Regions from separate parts of the Danio rerio genome. Here region 1 is linked to region 2. Evidence: chromatin contacts called from public HiChIP or PLAC-seq data. All regions are on one chromosome and are shown on one strand. The core of a region is the stretch at or near the end of the contact, and the rest is flanking DNA. Distances in the headings are between cores, read along the strand shown.

Region 1 (4,082 bases), core at 631-3,130, 210 kb before region 2:
ATGAATAGTAAAATGCATACTGTACTATTAACTGTAGTGTACTGATTAACTGTAATAAATACTGTAGTATACCTTAGTTTTTACTGCAAAAAAAAACTTCATAACTTCACTCAAAAAATATGTTTACTTGTTCAAACTACTTAATTAAAATAAGCTAAAACAACCCAATTCTTGAAATTTTATTGGGACAACTTAATTTTTTTATGTTCAATCCACAAATTTGGTTTAAGTGTTAAGTTAACTTTTTCACTTTGTGTTGGGACAACATGAATGAATTACGTGTGACCCTGCATTTTTTACAGTATTCTTTCTATTCCACAGCAACTACACTGTAAAAAATGCAGGGTTACAAATAATTAATTTATGTTGTCCCAACACAAAACGATTAAGCTAACTTAACACTTTTAACAAATTTATGTGGATTGAACACAAAAACAATTACGTTGTCCAAATGAAATCTCAAGATTTGTGCTGTTTTAGCTTTTTTTTATTGAAATAATAGTTTGAGCAAGTAATAATAGATTTTTTTTTTAATGTACCAACTTGTTACAAAGAGAAACTAATGGGGAAATTACTGTACAGTTTCTAGATTTTTTTTTAAAGACAGCTTTCTATGCTAAATATATAATCTACTCGATCCTTTTGACTGATTAAACGACATATTTATACGTTAAGCACGTTTCCTACGTGTCATTTTAATTCTCCATCACTGTGGTATGTTTTAGCAGACTAAAGCGATGCATCTGCTGGGACAAAGGTCGATTGTTATGCGACTAGAGGTGCGAGGCAACACAAAGCAGTGAGGATTTTCTATGTATTAAGATGTTAAATGGCTTTCCGACTTCAATGTAAATTCTCTAAGAGAAAGGCTCAAAGTGTTAGATGAACTTTGGATGCTCTGCATTTAATCCCTTTAAACGTGATGACGCCCTTAACTTGAACCCGGAGTGTGAAAATATCACGCAGGGCTCTTTATTTATAAAATCACTTAAGAGTGCGAACTACTGAATGTGCATGGAGGTACATATCGCGTTTATTAATGAGAAAAGAAGAATAGCTTAATTCGATCGTTTTCAAATGTCGTTTAGCGTCATCATTAATATGACATCTTTTAGAACGACCAGCTTACAACTAATAACAGCTAAAGAGGCAGGTTCACAGATGCTCATATGGATCAAATACAGGCCTAGTGAAAGCAAAATCCATAACGCACTTTACAAAATAGCTTAGTATCACTTTAAACCCAACATGAGGCCTAACAATACCAACAATGTATTTGCCTATAGTGAATCTTGAATGCCACATTCATGTTACAGACCTATTTTCATTATCATTTGAAGTGCACGACTGCATCAAACTACAATAAAATAAACTAATCTTAAATTTAAAAGTAAAGATTTTGGAGATTCATTGCACCTAATCTATTGAAAAGTATTTATTTTAGTGTAAAAGAAAGTGTGGCTTAAATAAAACGGTGTTAGTTTGAATAAAAATGTTATAAATACTGATTATAACAAGCTCGTCCGTTTGTTTAGTTTTTAATTTGTCACTAAAGAACGAGTCGTTAAACTTGTAAATATCAGATACATGTAAACAAACTCTGTCATATTAAGACTCTTCTCACCTAGAAGCGCTAAAGGGAAGGGGTTCTCACAGGTTAACATTTGGCAAAATTAAATTAGAATGAAACGAAGGTTATAATACACACCCCTCTTCCTAATCTCCCAAAGATTGCCCTCCCCAAATATTCCCCCACCGTATCTCTCCTCCATTCACTGGCCCTCCTGATACATACTTAAGAGACCCCGTCGAGAGGATCTTTTCCCTATAAAGAGAAGATGCAATCCGACCGCCTTTGAAATGATCCTCAGGACTTATTGCGACAGGCCCTTCAGTCGCACTTCAAAAGGAAGAGACCTGGTTTGAAAGACGCTGCTTTTGAAAACGAGACCCAGAAAAACAGGAGCAACAGCGCGGAGTGGCCAACAACTCTCACAGGCGAGAAAGGACAGGATTTGGAAGAGAGAATCCAAGGATTATTGATTTTTCAGCGATATATCTGAACGCACGCACCTGGCTGTGTAAGGGGGTCAACAGGATCTTTGCGCGCCTCCTCGTTCCCGCACACTGAGACTTTGGCACGGTTACGCACCGCGCGCCGCGCTTCACGCAGGTGTGGATATCTTGAAACAACCGTGAACACATGGCTGCATTAACCTTATCCAGAGCGGACAATTTCCTCCACAATTTCTTACAGGTACTGCAAACTTTTCTCATCAGTTTGTTAATCGTGCATTTTCTGCTTCAGTTATATAAAAGCAATTTGGCACAATCGCATCAACAACTTAGAATTACATTTTTGCTTTGTAACTTTTATTTTTTTGATCTATCTATCTATCTATCTATCTATCTATCTATCTATCTATCTATCTATCTATCTATCTATCTATCTATCTATCTATCTATCTATCTATCTATCTATCTATCTATCTATCTAGTCACAAGTTATCATTTGTTCAAGATTGAAATAACATTTGTTATTTAAAAAAAAAGATTTTTGAGAACAATTTTAGAACAGTGATTAAAATTATCTTAAAAGCTACTTTGGTGTCATCTTATCTTATTGTTTACCTTATTTGAAAAATTTTAACTTAAACTACTATTATACTCTAAATATACTGATTAACATAATACATAACATTTAAATTAGGTGAATTTCAAACTTGTTTTTAGTTTTTATCATTGTAAAACAATTCCAAAATAATAGTAAGATAATAAACTTAATTTACTAAATAAATTGATAAAATAGATGTAAGCTGCCTTGTTTTCAGTTTTGATTTTGTAATTATACCATTTTTTTTTACATTTCAAAAAATAATTTAACATAAAAAATAAAAATAAAATGGAAATTAAACTTAAGATTATTAACAATTAATATTAAATAAGAAAGAAATTAAATATATTTTACTTTTTGCATCTCCAACTCAAAATATTAAATGTGAAAAATATGAAGAAAAAAGCATGACTTATTTACAAATATTTGTTTTCTTCCCCCTAGGACCGCACTCCCAGCTCATCTCCAGAAAGTGGTCCAAACACCCTCTCCTTTCTGGCCACCACATGCAGTCAGGCTTGGCAGGAAGGCTCGCAGCTCCCTTACGAGGGTCCGGTGGGCTCCGCATCCAGCATGTTCCAGCTCTGGAGCAACGACGTGGCCCCGAACTCCAGCTTAAGCGCTCACCAGATGACCTTCACCGTGCCCAAAATGCAGTTTCCCAGCCACATGCAACCCACTCTGGGCTCGCACTCCCATCACCACCATCACCACCATCATCACCACCACGAGCTTCCCCTCACTCCTCCAGCGGAGCCTCCGTCTGCATATTCATTCGAGCTTTCCCCGGTTAAAATGCAAGGGAATGCGCCATACTACACGCAGCACAACGCCGTCAGTCAAAACTTTCCAAGCTTCCTCCAAAACCCCTCAGGAAGAGCTCACCTGCCTGGAGGTCACGTTGAGGATGGCCAGCAGTGGTGGAGTCTCCCCCAGGGTAACAGCGCTCCCTCCGGGCACCCTTTCTCCTTGGGACGGCAGCTGGTTTTGGGCCATCAGCCTCAAATTGCAGCACTTCTGCAGGGAACCTCCAAAGGTCTGTTGAGCTCTACTCGTCGCTGTCGCCGATGCAAATGCCCAAACTGCCAGTCCACAGGAAACGGAGGTGCTGCATTGGAGTTTGGAAAGAAAAGACTACACATTTGTCACATTCCAGATTGTGGGAAGGTTTATAAAAAAACCTCTCACCTCAAAGCGCACCTGCGCTGGCATGCTGGTGAACGGCCCTTCATTTGCAACTGGCTCTTCTGCGGGAAGAGCTTCACGCGTTCAGATGAGCTGCAGAGGCATCTCCGTACACACACCGGGGAGAAGCGTTTCGGCTGTCAGCAGTGTGGAAAGCGGTTTATGCGGAGCGATCATCTCTCCAAGCATGTGAAGACCCATCAGAGCCGGAAGAGCCGGTCCAGTCAGCCTCCTCACAGCGGGACTGATGCTCTGCTGAGCAACATCAAGAGAGAGTAAAAGA
Region 2 (3,764 bases), core at 104-2,603:
AAGTAAAGTAAAAGTATTTGCTGTAAATATTGCTCTAAGTATTTGTAAAAAGTAGCCCTTTTAAAAGTACTCAAGAGTAGTGAGTAGTGATATTACGCTGTGAAAGGTTAAAATATTTACATGCAATTTGTGAGTGTGTGTGAAAACGTAACATTCAGTAGAGCATTTAGTTATTGTTTAAGACTGTTTGGTATTTCAATCATCATCACACAGTAGGCACTTTTCGTCTTCTTATAAGTGACCAGCAGTCTAAACCGTCTCTGGGTCATTGAGTGTAAAGATTTTGGACTTTTTCTCGGACACTTTTAATGCTTCCAAATGGTTTGCTGTATAAAACACCAATGTCTTGAGGTTGCTCAGTATGATGCAATTTACTTTCTATGTGCGATTGGACAGTATTCACAGGACTGATTTTTCTAATCCCCATAGATAAGAAAAAATTAAATAGTTGAAGGAAAGTAGTGGAGAAAAAATACCAATACAGCACTAAAAATGTACTCGAGGGAAAGTAAAAGTACACATTCTTAAAACTACTTAGTAAATTATAATTCCTGAAAAAAAGTCAAAGTAATTTGAGTTTTTGTAATTTGTTACTTTACACCACTGAAAACAACTTTTTGTAATCGTATCGCAGTCTGATTCACCAGAAATACGACAATGTAAAATATTAGTGAATCAGTATGTGAACTATTTATGTGACAAAAATGTTTAGAAGCTAGTATTTTTTCCCCCCATTTTTCAGCCTTCATCTCACATCAATCATTTGTTGAACTGAATTTAATACACACACACACACACACACACACACACACATATATATATATATATATATATATATATATATATATATATATATATATATATATATATATATATATATTATTGCTTATAACAAATATAAGAAACATTATTTTGTATCTGGCAGCATCGACCAATAATGTGGCATCAAAGCCTGGAAAAAAACTGCTTTTATAGGAAAAATAATGTCCTCGATACAACCCTACGTTTCCCCATTGCTTAAGAATCAGTTTTGATTGCCTTAACTCCGTCAACTAAAGCCACAAGCCAAATGTCAGGAACATAAGATATGACACTGCATAAATAAACAACACTCCAGACGAGACCTCAACTACAGACAGGACCATCGGGCCAATTCACAAATGAGTCCTTGTAAAGAGACATTTCACCACAACAAAGGAGCCCAAGCGTGGAGCCCTCCCCTTTAAAGCTGGGCACACCCCTTTAACCCACTATTGTCTAGCCGAGCCTGGCAGACGGTGTATGGTTGGTCGGTTTGTGGTTGTGTTGGAAGTCTCGCTCGCTTGTCAATATCACACACAACGAATGCATTAATGCTAAGAGATGGGAATGTTGCAGTCATGCCTCCTCGACGAACTGCTGTAGCCTTGCTCGCCCTGTGTGGATTACTAGCGGTCGGCGATGGTGAGTCGGGTGCTTGTGATCGTGTGTGGTGTGTGTATTTATTTATTTGCTAGGCTGATGGTGTGTGGAGAGAGAGCGTGGCCAGGCTGTGCTGTGCTGGACGGGGCAAGCAGGCAGCCTGGCGCTCATCATGGCGCTGTGTCTGGGGTTTGTAAACCACTCATCTGTATCCTAAATTATTCCGTATTCATGTAGAATTGGCTTTGGATGTTCTAGTGAGCTTGATCCCTTACTGTTTTTTTATTTGTATAGATAATTTCGAGGTTGCATTTTAGGATTTAACCGCGGAGGAGCGTTTGCTGCCCCCTTGGAAAATATACCCAAATAAATTCACGTTTAAATAATTAATGTACACACTTCCCCCTGTTTACAGACGAGCCTGCTTACATTGCTAGTGAAATGTATGGATTTAAGCTTAACGTTACCTTACGTTTGCAACTAACTTACTATTACATCTCGGTCAAAACTATATTGTTAAGTCCTGACTTGAGTTGTAGCACGTATGGCCAAACCTCCCATATTTCCAGAACTTCACAAAACGTCAATTATTGCTAAACTTTTATTTTTTAACTTGAAACGCCAACCTTACCTGGTAATTTACACGTTTTGACGAGGGTTCATCCTGTTCCGAAGTGAATCCTGTGTAGTTGATTCGAAGCTTTTCAGTTAATCGGTTGAATCGGTTTAGTTCGTAAACAGGAGAGAGTCGTCCTGTGATTCACCTGAATTACGCAAAATGATAGCATTAGGTTGGTGAATTAGTGTAAGACTTATCTATTGTGTTGATTTTTGTTTTTCCTCTTATGTTTTCTTAAATAATTGTTTTTACTTCAAAGCACTTAAGATTCACAAACATTCAAATGGATTCATTTCTGGACTCGGTTCAGCCAAAATCACTTTTAAAATTATGATTTACTGAAAAGAAATCATAACTCACAGGCCAACATAAACTCTTTATTTCAGGTACACATTGGTGCATTTAATACATATCTACATTTACATTTTTAGATCAATATGAGTTGTCAGAATGGGGAATATTGTAAAAGGATTCATAGCTTTTGAACATTAACAATGTTTTATCAAAAGCAAATAATCTTTTTTGTATTTGTAGCTATGTTTTAAAAAATCTGTATATTATGTGCTGGATTCAATATTTAACCATAAAAATGTAAAAGCTAAATTATCAAAGGACTCTGTAAATGGCCTGCATCATTTGTTTGTTTCCCCCTCACTTTATTACTGTCATCGAGATGTGTAATGTTTTTGTTATTGTCATATTTTTGGTTTAGAAAATGTTTAAAAGAAACAATATACAGTAATAAGTCGGTCTTCCCATTGCTAGTTGTGACATGTAGCTTGTCATGAATTCCAGTGATTCATTTAAAATGACTGGCCTTGTTTGTAGTTATGTTAGATTATATCGAAAATGTTGTTGTCAGTACATCATTTGCTGTGGTGTACCTTGTTTACAAAACAGTCCGGCTGTGTTTCTTAACATTAATCAGCATTGTGTATTTCATCTGATTAAAAACAGTCCTCGTTGACCCCCGTTGCCAAGCCATAAGGCCTGTAATGCCATTATTTTAATTGCTTCATTTATTTACAGATTTTACTGGTTCTTGTGTATTCAAGTACATTTGTGTCGTAGACTACGATGGGAAGCTGGTCATTGAGCAAGTTCAGACTCAAGTCAGATTTGGAGTCTGGTCCTTTGTAATGGAAATGTGGGCAATGAGCCCTATTCAGTGGCCTGTCAAGGGAGTCTGCCTTTCTTTTGTATGGCCAAACGGATGGTGGTTACATCCACAGCACAAATAAACATGTCTGTGGTTGCATGGCACAGCATGATAACAGTTTGTGCTTGAAAACACTGGTGTAATTTTTCTGGAGGGACAAAACTGTGTGAGGCAGAGGGATGTTGCTCAGACGATATTGAGAAGAAAATCAGTTTGAAAAAAAAAAAACTGAGCCACCCTCTTGTAGTGTGATGATAACTCAAGTCTGAGAAGGAAGGCTGTGTAATGAAATGTAACACAGCAGGGGCCATGATTTGAAAAAGTTCAGCAATCTGTGATCTCTAATTGGTGACTCATCTCTTTTTTTTTTTACAGAGAATCATAGCACTGTTCACGAATGGTTGTGTTGCACAAAATCCTGCCAAATGCTCTAATAGAACTTGATAGGAAATGCTAAACAGACAGATCCCACCTGTACGTCTGACTGGGTCAGCTCAATGTCAGAGTCTAGCGCGAGAGGCGCCTTCAGGCTGCCAGTGATGGGTTTGCACAGCTGCCGGTAGTTGGACACAGACTAGTGGAAAT

Evidence for each region. HiChIP or PLAC-seq counts read pairs in DNA pulled down with a chosen protein or histone mark.
Region 1: an H3K4me3 HiChIP or PLAC-seq map of embryo shows a contact between it and region 2, with 3 times the contacts expected there. The contact joins the promoter of sp5l here to the promoter of acvr1ba in region 2. A contact is called at or near these places in 2 of 18 Hi-C or Micro-C datasets (caudal fin and hematopoietic stem cells) and 2 of 4 datasets of contacts at active chromatin or transcription factors (embryo and gastrula embryo).

Annotation. Positions count from the first base shown.
Region 1 is chr23:30,947,672-30,951,753 of GRCz12tu, reverse strand. sp5l (Sp5 transcription factor-like) reads left to right here and starts at 1,880. Exons shown (of 2, transcript NM_194371.2): 1 at 1,880-2,257; 2 at 3,059-4,082. The coding sequence starts at 2,204. The coding sequence ends at 4,078. It overlaps arhgef25a (Rho guanine nucleotide exchange factor (GEF) 25a), which reads right to left. Exons shown (of 19, transcript XR_012398569.1): 17 at 3,803-4,051; 18 at 3,035-3,722.
Region 2 is chr23:30,742,248-30,746,011 of GRCz12tu, reverse strand. acvr1ba (activin A receptor type 1Ba) reads left to right here and starts at 1,353. Exons shown (of 9, transcript NM_130990.1): 1 at 1,353-1,443. The coding sequence starts at 1,353. LOC141380507 (a long non-coding RNA gene) reads left to right here and starts at 3,555. Exons shown (of 2, transcript XR_012398573.1): 1 at 3,555-3,764.